Regions from separate parts of the Sus scrofa genome. Here region 2 is linked to region 1. The links are chromatin contacts, called in public HiChIP or PLAC-seq maps. All regions are on one chromosome and are shown on one strand. The core of a region is the stretch at or near the end of the contact, and the rest is flanking DNA. Distances in the headings are between cores, read along the strand shown. Region 1 holds the start of CHST15 (carbohydrate sulfotransferase 15). Region 2 overlaps LOC106508296 (a long non-coding RNA gene).

Region 1 (5,790 bases), core at 1,824-4,323:
AGGCAAAAAGAACATTTTCCTGCCAACGTTTCAGGCTTATTGACGAGAAACATGTATCTGATTACAAACTACCCAATTAAAAGGCATTTTCCCATGTTATTTTAAACAAAATCATATATAACTTGTACGTATTTACGTACCAACCAAGACATCCTGACTCAACACACAGTTGGTAAAATAAATGCCACGTTCTGGAAAGGAGGGTGCCTGAATGTGCACGTTGGGGTGGGCATAGAGAATGGTGTGGGAAAGATTCTAGAGAAACTTGGGGCAAATCTCCAGACCTCAGTTTCCACCTGGGTGTTTCAGGGGCTGCAAGATGTCCCCTTGCGGCCTTTCTGCCCCAACACCGGCTGGCTGGCTACCTAAGAACCGCAGCTGATAAAGAGGAGCTGGGGCCCTGTGAACCCTGAAAGTCTCCACTCAGCCTCACTGAACGGCGCGCTACATCCCTTTGCGGGGCTTCCTGGAGAAACAACTTCACTCCCCAAAACGCCGTGCCATCAACTCACCCAATGTGAATACAGCGAAGAGCCTCGGGGAGCAGGAAAAAGGGGGCGGGAGGAGTGGGTCTCAGTCCTAATTTTGCCTCCTCCTTCTCCAATCTCCCTACTCGGGGCGGGGAGTCCAGCTGTCAACAGTCGGCCACCGAGCCCCTGCCTTCCGTCTACACCCGCCGCTCCAGTCGCGCCAGCTGACCCGGGGGCGCAGGGCGGACGCGGAACGTGGGCACCAGGACCGCGACGGGGCGGTCAAGCAGCCGCGCCCAGGACCGTGGCGGCTCCGAATCCTAAACACACACGCACACACACGCGCGCGCGCGCCGGCCAATCCGTTTGCCCGGAGGAGTCGGAAGGCGCTTCCCCAGCTCTTCATTCATTCCCCCAAAGGCGACGTTCTCGTCTTCCAGGCGCCTCCACCCCGCGATCCTGGGGGCTCCAAAGGAGCCAACTGCGCCACGACCCGCCCCCCATCCGCCCACAGCCACCGAGTCCTCTCCACCCGCACACGCAACCCAGCAGACTCGCGCTCCATCACGACCGGCAGCGTCGCCCCCGCGCAGGGCCGCTGCCACCCCGGCTCCCCACAGCTTCGCCGCCCCGCAGCCCCCGCAGCCCCGCCGCCGCTCCGCTCAGACCTGCAGCGCCCGGCTCGCCGCGCCCAGGCCGGCCGGGGACGCCGCCGCCGCCACCGCGAAGCGCCAGCTACTCCAAAGTCACGCCGCCTCTGGAGCTGCGGCCCGGCGCTGCGAGGGGGCAGTGGGCGGAGGGCGGACAGGAAGGAGGAGAGGGTGGGGAGCAAAAGTTCAGGCGGCTCGGGCCTCGCCGCGCCCCCGTCTCCTCCCAAGCCCGCCCCCGCGCCCCCACCCCCGGAAACCGGTCCCTCAGGCTTTGTCACCTGGGACCACCACCGCAATTTCCCCCCCCCCCCGCGATCTCCCCCAAGCAGCGGCGGAACAGAAGCCGGGGCGGGGAGGCGGCTCGGAGCCCGAGTCGGGGAGAGTGGCGGATGCACACCTACCTGCCCCAGGCGGCGCCTGGAAACTTCCCCGAAGTGCGCCGGGCAACAGAGCGCGTGGCTGGGGAATCCCCCCCACCCCCCACCCTACCCGCGCTCACACGGAGAAAGCACCGAGCTGTGGGTCCGTCTATCCTCCGCCTGCAGCGCGCCGCCCGGATTCCGACTCCTGGGGCTGTTCTCCTGCTCAGCCGGCTCGTGCGTGCCCCGGGGTGTGCGCCCCCCGCCGGCCTCCCGCGGTCCGCAGCGCCATCGCCCCACCATCGGGTCCCCGGTCCCCGAGCTCCGACCGCATTCTCCCGAGTCGAGGAGGGGGGCGTGCGAGCCCTGGCGCCGCCGCTGCCGCCGGGCAGCCCTTCCCGCGGGGTCCCCTGCGCGCGGGGCGCCCGGAGCGCGGGCAGCACCGGCGGCGAGAGGACGCCCTCCGCTGGGGGCCGAGGTTGCCTCGGGGAGACTGGGCCGAGGGTCGCGGGGCCCAAACCTGCCTCGGCTCCGCGCGCTCCCAAGTTCATTGTCTGCCTGGGCCGCCGCCGCCGCCACCGCGCCGGGAGCGCCACGGGGAGTGAGGCTGCGCGAAGCTTCCGCTGGCCGGGACTCCCTACGCCCAGCCCGGGCCGCCCCTGGCGCTGCCTGGCCGGAACGCGGAGGGGCGCCGGAGCCAGACACCCACCCGCGCCGCTTGTCGCCGCCCGGGCACCCAACTTGTACCTGAGAAGCCAGACTCCAGCCCGGGAGCCTCTGCGGCTCCAGCTCCGCGGGAGCGCGCCCAGCTCCGCGCCACGAGCCCCGCATCCAGGGCACGTCAACCTGACTCCCCAAGCGCAGGGAGGAAAAGTTTGGGAGTGACGTGCGGATGGCGAATGAAACATCCGAAGAGAGCCCTCCCCCCGCCCCATGTCTGTCGCGCGGACACACATCAGCTCGAGTCTGGAATGTGAGATCAAGGCGTGTGCGCCCAGCGGTGGGTTTGGTTCCCACCCCCTCCCCTTCCAAGTAAACACGGTTTGTGCGATGCGCTGATTCCAAATAGCAAAAGCAAACCGAAACCCCTAAGCCTGCCAGTGACACCCTGCCAGAGACATTTTTTTAAGGAACTTGGCGGTCTGGAGCCAGCCCATACATTGATATTCAAGGCCACGGAGCCGGTGGGTTCTGCGCCCTCTGTTGTATTTTTGCATCCTGAGAAGGCTCTCCCGGGTTCTTCAGCCTGTTTGCTTTCGGGGGGAGGGAAAGCTCAGCGAGACCTCAAGCCCAGCCGCTGTGGCCCCGGGGTGGCTGCTCCAGGAAACCACCCGGGCTGCCCGAGGTCAGGGAAGCGGCAGCAGTGGTCCTCTCTGGACCTTCGAATGCACATACATACCGTCAGTTAAAGAAAAGACACTTTGAATTCTGGAAGACTCAGCTCAAGAAGTGCTTAGAGCACTAAGATCCAGCCTCTGAGGAAACAGGTCCAAGGGACAGGAAAAAACCCTTGTCTTCAGTCACATGAGCCTTTTGCCTGCCGGTGTCCCCATGGCCACAGCCCAGCATCTTGTCCTCAAAGCAACCAAAGTGGAACTGAAAGTGCTCCGTTAAGTGTCAGATGCTGGCACACTGATGAGGGATGCTTCCTGAGGGTGTCTTTCCTCTCATCCTGGGGGGGAAAAAAAAAAAAAAACCAACCTGATTTTTATTGCTTGAGGCTTCATTCTCTCACCCCCCCCCCAAGAAACTATAACCCACCCTGAGGTCATAAACTTCTGCTCAGCATCCATGGCAACTAACGTAGAGGTCACAATCCGAGGATTATAACTGCAGATGGGAAGCTGGCATAAGAGGGGAATTCTTCAAAACTGTATCTTGTTTTCCTGCAAATAGTGCCTCTTACATAAAAACTACAAAGCAAGATTAATGCAGCAAAGAGACCAGCCGTAGAATCTCAGGCTAGATTGCTTTTTCCATATAGACTTCACTTGGTGGGGGTTTTTTGGTGGTGGTTCATTATTATTTTTTTTTAAACAAAAACCTTTTTCTGAAAATACAATGAGCTGCTTTTTGCAGGGCTCACAATTCCCAATAGATGATGATGCCATTTTTCAAGGTCTTACACACATCGTGGCTTTGGGGCTTATTTATTAGCTCCCAAGAAAAGCCTGCCTTTCAGTGAGGTTTATATACTCAAGTAATTGCATCGGGGGACACAGTGCAGGGTGCTGTTAAAGAGGATTGGCTGTGCGTGGGTCTGCAAGGAAGGCCCTGGGCCAGGCAGCTGTCAGACCGGAGTGTGCAAATGGGTTTAAACAAACACAGGGAAGGTTCTGTGGAAACTGAGGAGGAAATCCCCTCCTGTAAGGGTGTGTGGAACATTATTCCGAGGCCACACATACCTCTGTCTTTCCTCTCCCCCCTCCAAGTAAACACCTCCCTCCGCTGTGGAGATGGCACAGGGCCCACGCAGATCCCTTTCGGATTCAGGCATCAGAAATCATGGCTGATGCGGAACAAATTGTTTTCAAGTAACATCACGGAACCCCTTTGATATCAGTTCCACCAGGGACTTTCTAAAGGTATTTATACACATGCCTGAGGTTAACTGGAGGGCAATTTTCCCCCTCAGCATTAATTTCAAAAAATTACCCAAGAATTGCCCTTGCGTCTATTATTCTGGAGAATAAACACAAATGCCAGACAGGTGTGAAAAGTGGACGGATAGACAAATAGGTGTGTATCTGAGGCTGGTGCCAACATGATATTGGCAACTAATGGCTGAAAAAAATGCAGGGAATTTTAGGAAACAAAGAAATGTCTCCTCCCCACATGCACACTTAGGCCTCCATCCTTTTGGAATTATATTGTTGGATTTCACCTCCTACTCCTGATACCCACTAGCTGAGTGATCTCAAGCAAGTTGCTTCTCTTTCCTGTGCTTCAGTCTAGCACCTATAATAACCCCCGGAAGCAATAGATGGAATTATTGACCCCATGGGGGTATTGTACTTTACATCCCTTGACTTTGGACGTGGTCATGTGACTTGCTTTAGACCATGAGATTTATTTATTTATTTTTAGCTTTTCATTTTGACATTATTCAGACTCACAAAAAGTTGCAAAAATAGTACAGAGGCTTTCCAGTGTATCCTTCACCAGCTTCCTCTGATGATAACACTGTACAGAATTACAGGGCTTTGTCAAAATCAGGAAGTTGGTGCTGGTAAAATAAGACCCAAGTACATACAGCAGAAATTGACAGAACATTGCAAATCAACTATAATTTTTTTTTTTTTTTTTGTCTTTTTAGGGCCACTCCTGTGGCACATGGAGGTTCCCAGGCTAGGGGTTGAATGGAAGCTACAGCTGCCCGCCTCCACAACAGCCATGCCAGATCCGAGCCATGTCTGCGACCTACCCCACAGCTCACAGCAATGCTGGATCCTTAACTCACTGATGGAGGCCAGGGATCAAACCTGGGTCTCATGAATACTAGTCAGATTCGTTTCTGCTCAGCCATGATGGGAATTCCACCTATAATTTTAAAATTTAAAAAAAAATACTCAAGGGAGTTCTCATCCTGGCTCAGTGCTTAACGAATCTGACTAGCATCCAGGAGGACTCAGGTTCGATCCCTGGCCTTCATCAGTGGGTTAAGGATCCAGCCATTGCCACGAGCTGTGGTTGCAGACACGGCTCAGATCCTGCATTGCTGTAGCTGTGGTGTAGGCCAGCAGATACAGCTCTGACGTGACCCCTAGCCAGGGAACCTCCATATGCCTGCAAGTGTGGCTCTAAAAAGCAAAATAAATAAATAAATAAAATTAAAAATAAAAAACATTTTAAAAAGACAAGTATAGATCTTACTCAGATCTCCCAAGTTTTTTGGTTGTTTTTTTTTTTTTTTTTTTTTTTTTGACTTTTGTCTTTTTAGGGCCATACCCACGGCATATGGAGGTTCCCAGGCTAGGGGTCTAATCAGAGCTATAGCTGCCAGCCTACACCAGAGCCACAGCAATGCCAGATCTGAGCTGCATCTGCAACCTTCACCACAGCTCACAGCAATGCTGGATGCTTAACCCACTGAGCACGGCCAGGGATTGGACCTGCAACTTCATGGTTCCTGGTCAGATTTGTTTCTGCTGTGCCACGACAGGAACTCCAGATCTCACCAGTTTTTAAGTGTATTCTCTGTGTGTGTGTGTGTTTATATAACATCATACCACATGTATAGATTCTAGTAACTGACACCTCCATTAGGATACAGAACCATTTCGTCATTGCAAAGAAGCTCCTTGTGCTTTA
Region 2 (6,353 bases), core at 1,461-3,960, 130 kb after region 1:
TGGAATAGACACATTAATTCTATAATGAATATGTTCTATGCAGTGGAAGTGCAAAAGATGAATAGATAGATAGGTAGGTATAATAGGAAGATGGATGGATGGATGATAAGGAAAGAGAGGGACAGAGAGAAAGGGAGGGAGATCCAACTCAATGAACAGATACATTAATTTAAAATGATGACTACAAAGCTCCCTTTGTGGCTCAGTGGTAATGAACCTGACTAGCATCCATGAGGATGCAGGTTCAATCCCTGGCCTCCCTCAGTGGGTTAAGGATCCAGCATTGCGGTGAGCTGTAGTTAGGTCACAGACACGGCTTGGATCTGGCTTGCTGTGACTGTGGTGTAGGCTGGCAGCCACAGCTCCAATTCAACGCTTAGCCTGGGAACTTCCATATGCCATGAGTGCGGCCCTAAAAAAAAAAAAAAGGGATGATGACTGCAAAGGGTTTATAATGGGAAATGTGTTTGGATAAAAGACTTGAGTTAAAATGATGGGTACGATGTGATTACTAGTATATGGAAAAGTCTGAAATGAAATTCTCCAGAATGGAACCGTGCGTAGTAAAAGCACAGATGATTTTTGTTCCTTCTTTCTACCTTAGGTATTTTTAAATTTTTTTCTTTTATAAGCATGTACTGTTTTCTAATAAAAATTATTTGAGAAAAATATGAGGTTGCTAGGTGAGGGTGGAAATTGGATGAGGTTAAGGGACAGTTTGTTCAGCTGGGGCAGCATTTGGCGAAGTCCCCGTCCTGCTCTGGGCCCCCTTTCTGGTGACTGCAATACTTGTTCAGCCAACTTTAGGGTCCTTCTCTCCTGGCCCCTCCCCCACGGAGCTGGTTTCTCTCTTTCCAGCCCTGGCAGCACCCCCCAAGCCCCAACCCCAACCCCACGCCCGGGCTCTCCAGTCTTCAACTGGACAAATTATGACTTTCTGCAGGTACTTTCCATCCCGTTCATCTTGACTCAACTTGGCTGTGCCCCAAGCTCCAAACCCACCCTAGGGTGGTCCGCCTGCAAACAGACCCACCCTTCCCTGTTGACTTTTGCTCATCTGTTCTCAAAAGGGGTGGCCTTTGGCCGAACTTGCCCCAAAATATTAGGACAACTTTTGAAGTCCCCTGGATACTGACTAGGGGGATAAAAATCTTGCTTTTATTTTCTTAGATTGGTAAGAGTCCTCCATCATTTTATTGCCGGCTCTTACCCAGTTTTAATGCTTTATAGCAGTTATTTATCTGTTTCTGTTACCAGGATCTGGGCTGTCTCCAACATTTTGATACAAGAGACGATGCTGCTAAGACTATTCTCCCACATCCCGAGGAGAAGAATTGCTGGTATGCAAGGTTTGAAAAGGCTCGACTTGACTAGACAGCGCCAAACTCTTTTCCAAAATAGCAAAATAATTTACCGGGGGGGGGGGGGGCGGAGTCCCAAAAGATTATACAAATTGTCTATATTAGCCTCTCAATTTTTCGGTTAATCTAAAACCGTTCTTTAAAAAAGTCTTTTTTAAAAAATTACACAGCATAATACCCTTTTTAAAGTTAAAAATATTTGAGGGGTTACTTTAGATGTGATAAAGTGAAAAGCAAGGAAATGATAGACCTCAGGTTTATGGAGTCAGTTCCCTTGGGTGGGGGAGGAGGGTTCCCGGAGGGGGGGTCCGGGGGGAGGTTCCGGGGGGGCGTCTAGGGGGAGGGGGCTCCAGGGGAAGAGCAGCGTGGCAGACAGTCCTCAGTGTCCAGCTTCCCGTTGGATGGTGATGAACTGGGGTGTATTAGATTAAAATAAAGCAAAGGAGGAAGCGAGGGAGGCAAGAGGAAGAGGGTCTTGGGGAGAGTTCTGGAAGGGTGTCATAAACGAGGATTATGTGTGATCCAATTCCGCACACCTGGGGCCCGTTAAACAGCAGGCGGGGAGGAATCTGACAGGCATTCGCGCTGGCTTGAGAGGGAGAACAGCTTTGTCAGGTGGGCAGTGTGGCATGTGCGAGGCCACCAGAGACCCAAAGGCCAGCCCCCCTGGCCAGGCCCACAGTGTCACCCATGGGCAGGGTCTGCCCCCTGAGCCCCGGCCAGGCAGCAGTTCTGCACTCAGCTGCCTGTTGGAGGGTCCGTCACCAGCCTTGCCTGCAGTGAGTTCTCTCCAAGCTCAGTGTTCTCATCTGCATAGTGGGGCGAAACAAGAACGATGGGGCATGTGAAGTGCTGACTCAGAGCAAGGATCCATCATCTCCCCCTCCTCATTCTGAGTGTGCATGAGTGTGCATGTGTCTGTGCACTTAGACTCCCAGGTCCTTGCCCTGGTACCTGTCTGGGACCCCACTCCTCCAGGCCAGGCCGAGATGCAGCCCGCCCCAGCCCAGGCTTGAGCAGGGAGCCCTGGCCCCGAACCCCCAGTGGGCTCTGAGGCGCGCACACCTTCCCTCTCCCCGTCACCACCCACCACCCCTCAGGACACACCCAGACCCTCCCTCATTCCTCTGGACTCCAGGGCCCCTGAGGAAATTTTGCTCTGATGTCATCAGCATTTCTCAAGCCACTTCCCCTCCCTGGCCTTCAGGGGCCCCCATCACCTCTGCCCTGGACACCCTCTCTGCCTGCTACCAGCCTCCAGCCCACCCTCGACTGAGTCATGAGTCTGACCCCATGACGCCCCTGCTCCAATCCTACAGGGGTCCCCCTTGTCGTTTGCAATGCAGCCCGAGTGACTCAGCTGCCATTCAAGGCCTTGACCTGCCTCCGGCTCCAGCCCCATCTGGCCTCACTCTGCCACATGCACCCAAAATCCAGTTCCAGCTTCTCCCCAGCACACCCCACTTCCTCATGGCGTGGTGGTCTGGCAGATGCAGTTCCCCTACGGGGATACCCTTCTTCCCCCAAAGAGCACATAGTTCCCCTTTAAGACTCGGGGGTGGAGTGGGGGGGGTAGTCCCCAGGTCCCTTTAGTTCAGTGCCATCCCCCCTTCACGTGCCCAGGAGGCTGCTCCATAGCAAGGATCTCTCCGCTAGACCATGAGCACCCTGTGGGCAGCACGCCCCCAAACCCCATCGCGTCCCAGTGCCGCCCTTGGAAGGCATTCGTCACATAAATGCACTACTTGTTCCTTTAAAGGGTAAGGACGTTTGACTCCCACCGCAATGATATTTTTCCTTTCCTGATTCAAAAGCTCACCCTGCCTGGGCGGAGGAAGGACAAGTGGAAAACATCTGTCTGGTGGGTCAACACTTGTGGGGATGAAGGATGGAAAGAAATCTGGCGTCTCCTGTTTACCATGGATGCTGAACTTGGAAAGAAAAAGTGCAGCCACAGCAGGATGCCTGAGTGGAGACAGCTGCCCCACTGGGGCCATCCCAGGGCTGACCCAGCAGATGGGGACTCGGGGGGACAGAGGCCTGCCGGCCCCTGGCCTTCTCTGGTCATGATGGGGAAGGACTGGTCCAGGCTGGCTGTTTGCTTAGACATGCTTTCTCTAAAGCCATGTCTTCACATTCCATCTTTCCAAGAGGGATGGAAAAAGGACTGTCTCGAAGCCTCTGCCTGGGGCAGTGTTCCTGTTGGTGGACCACTGTGTGCTTAAAAGAATAATAGGACATTTACATGGGGAAGGAGCCTGTCCTAAGATTACCTTGCGAGGAGAAAGACAGTGAAGACGATGTGGAGCCAAGAGGTCTGAGCCTGGACCTCCCATTATGGTGGGTGCCCATGAGCCCTCGGCCTGGGCAACACTGGCATCTTACGAATGGGGTTAGGCCAGTGCCTGTGAAATGATGAGCAGATGGAGCCAGGACTCCCCAGGATTGTGTCCTTCAAGGGCGGGCCTACATGGCCCCCAAAGGCCAGCCAACCTGTCCCTAAGTACCCCGATCCATGTCCCAACTGCCAGCCATCTTGGCCCCCAGGGCTCTCCGGCGAGCAGCTTCCTTCCCTCTCTGACCGTCTAGCGGCCTCTGGGGGCCTCCCCGCCTCACAGCTCTGTAGAGGGCAGGGCTAAGAAGGACTTAACACGAGCACTTGCAGGTCAACCCTGTCATTCTAGAGGTAGGAAAATGGTCCTTACCAGAGAGAGGCAGGACAGGCAGATCCAGAGAAGCAACATAATGATGGAAGCAAAGTTTGGGGGTGATGCAGGCCAGCCCCGCTCTTTGCCCAGAAGGTGTGGGGTATCCTTGCCCGCTCCAGGGCTCCCACCAGCTGCTGCAATGGCTTGAGGTTGAGAATTCCCGTGGCTCCCACCCCATCTGCCCACCTGCCCTCCTTCAAGTGGGTGATTCCTGAAACCAACCACATGGCAGCTTAAGTGCCTTTCCCGCCCTTCCCTCTTGGAGGACAGACTGTGAGGTCCCTGGTGTGGCTGGGACCTGCCCTGCCACCCTCCACGCCCCAACTTGCACCTACCCAGCAGCCCTTCCTGCTACCATGCCTGTGTAAGATCACTCCAGCCCCATCCTCGTGACTCCCAGACCCATCCCCTGCCTCGTGCCATTCTCCCAGCTGTGATTACGTGTCCCCTCCCATCCCATGGCACTCACACAGGCCCCTACATCGCAGCCTTCCCCCCCAGGGTGGTCCTGGACAGACGATCAGCCAATAATCACCAGACAACAGTCTCCAGCAGGAGGAGCTGACCCATCCCTGCCTGGACCCCTGGAGCCTGCATAGCTCCAGGCACGTAGTAGGTCCTTTGAAAGTTGCTGAATTAATGGCCATGCAAGATCAGATGTCCCTACTTGCCACCAGCCAGAATTCTTCCCACAAACCCTCGGACTCAATATGTGGTCCAGCGGTCCCCAGGGGGAGCTGTTTAAGAACTTCAGCCTCACGCCAGATCTGCTGAGTCAGAACCGAATTTCAAGAAAATCCAGATGGGGAGTTCCCATTGTGGCTCAGTGGATTAAGGACCCAACCTTGTTTCAGTAAGGCTGAAGTTTCAATCCCTGGCCTTACTCACTGGGTTAAGGATCTGGTATTGCTGTGGCTGTGGTGTAGGTCACAGGTGCAGCTCTGAGTCCGACCCTGGCCCTTGAACTTCCATAGGCCACAGGTATAGCCAGAAAGAGAAGGAAAAAAAAAAAAAAATCCAAATGATTGCTACTCCCAGTCAGGATGGAGAAGCTCTGCTGGAGGCAGCAGGGCCTCCTTGCAGGGCGGGAGGTGAGCCTGGGACATTTCGTCAACGGCCCAGACAGGGGAAGTGGGCCCAGGGTCACCCAGCAGAATGCTAGGCACTGGAGCCACAATCCTGGTTCAGGCCCCAAGTTCACTGGACATCTGGGGGAAATGACCCCCAGAGGAAGAATGGGAGGCTGCCCCCACCCCCCAGCTACTTGCCTCTTCTTCCTGGCTAGGACCTGTGCTATGGGCTCAGGGAGCTGGGAGCCCGTGTTGGGTGGGCCAGGGGTGGGGGGAGAGGGGGGCTCCACCTGCCTTCCGGGGGGAAGACTTGCTCAGGGCCAGAGGATGGAAGGGTACTGGGGGGATGGGGTGCTGGGGGGGCTTCTGCAGGAAGCACAGGCTGAGCACAGGCCATGAACAGAGTAGAGCCCTTTCTCTCCTCCATTGAGCCGGGGAACGTGCACCTGCAGCCCCTCAGCTGCAGGGCTCTGACCACAGGTTTCCAGGCCAAGCCGGATGCCCTCAGGCTCAGTGTGGTGGCTTCCTGTGTTTGTCCAACCAGGACACGGGCCCCTCACCGGGCAGCCTCATGGGGGCTGCATTGGAAAAAACAGCCCCGTGTTTCCCCCGATTCACACCCTCACTGTACTTCTGACTCTGGATGTGTGGGTTTTCCTGGATGATGTCCCATGATTCAATTCCATTCCAACACTAACCAGGGTTAGTCCATCCCCCAACACAGCCCCCACTTCAGAGGCCAGTTGCAGGTCCCAGGGGGTCACCCTTCTTAGGCCTCCTAACTAACAAACTATAAATCAGGGTTCCCACTGATTTAATACAAATCGGGCTTGACCACTTGCTAGGACAGCTCGCAGAACTCAGGGGAAGACATACTTATATTTACCAGTTTATTATATGATAAAGGGTATGATAAAGGATAGAGATGGACAGCCAAATGGAAGAGATGGAAAAGGTAAGATATGGGGCAAGGGGCGAGGAGCTTCCCTGCCTACTGGGTGCACCACTCCCCCTCGCCTCCACCTGTTCAACAACGCAGAAGCTCTCCAATCCTCTCGGTCCCCACTGGGAATTTGATGGAAGCTTCAGCAAGTAGACATGACTGATCATTAATCCAAACTCCATCTCCCCTCCCTTCCCTGGAGAAGGGGCATGGGGAGGGCTGAAAATCTCCAGCTTCTAACCATGGCTTGGTCTTTCTGGTGACCAGCTCC

What was found. HiChIP or PLAC-seq counts read pairs in DNA pulled down with a chosen protein or histone mark.
Region 2: a contact with region 1 is called in an H3K27ac HiChIP or PLAC-seq map of alveolar macrophages. The contact joins the enhancer-like site here to the promoter of CHST15 in region 1. A contact is called at or near these places in 5 of 47 Hi-C or Micro-C datasets (alveolar macrophages, heart right ventricle, liver and 1 more) and 2 of 2 datasets of contacts at active chromatin or transcription factors (alveolar macrophages and skeletal muscle).

What each region holds. Positions count from the first base shown.
Region 1 is chr14:133,541,698-133,547,487 of Sscrofa11.1, forward strand. It overlaps CHST15 (carbohydrate sulfotransferase 15), which reads right to left and starts at 3,074. Exons shown (of 8, transcript XM_005671541.3): 1 at 2,879-3,074.
Region 2 is chr14:133,671,476-133,677,828 of Sscrofa11.1, forward strand. It overlaps LOC106508296 (a long non-coding RNA gene), which reads left to right. Exons shown (of 3, transcript XR_001305052.2): 2 at 1,258-1,340. Among named protein-coding and RNA genes, the nearest start is that of CHST15, 130 kb to the left of the region's middle. Within about 2 kb of position 2,711, at least 4 of the 83 cell types and tissues checked have an H3K27ac peak or open chromatin away from gene starts, as enhancers often do. A contact at or near this core is called in alveolar macrophages, where this site is marked.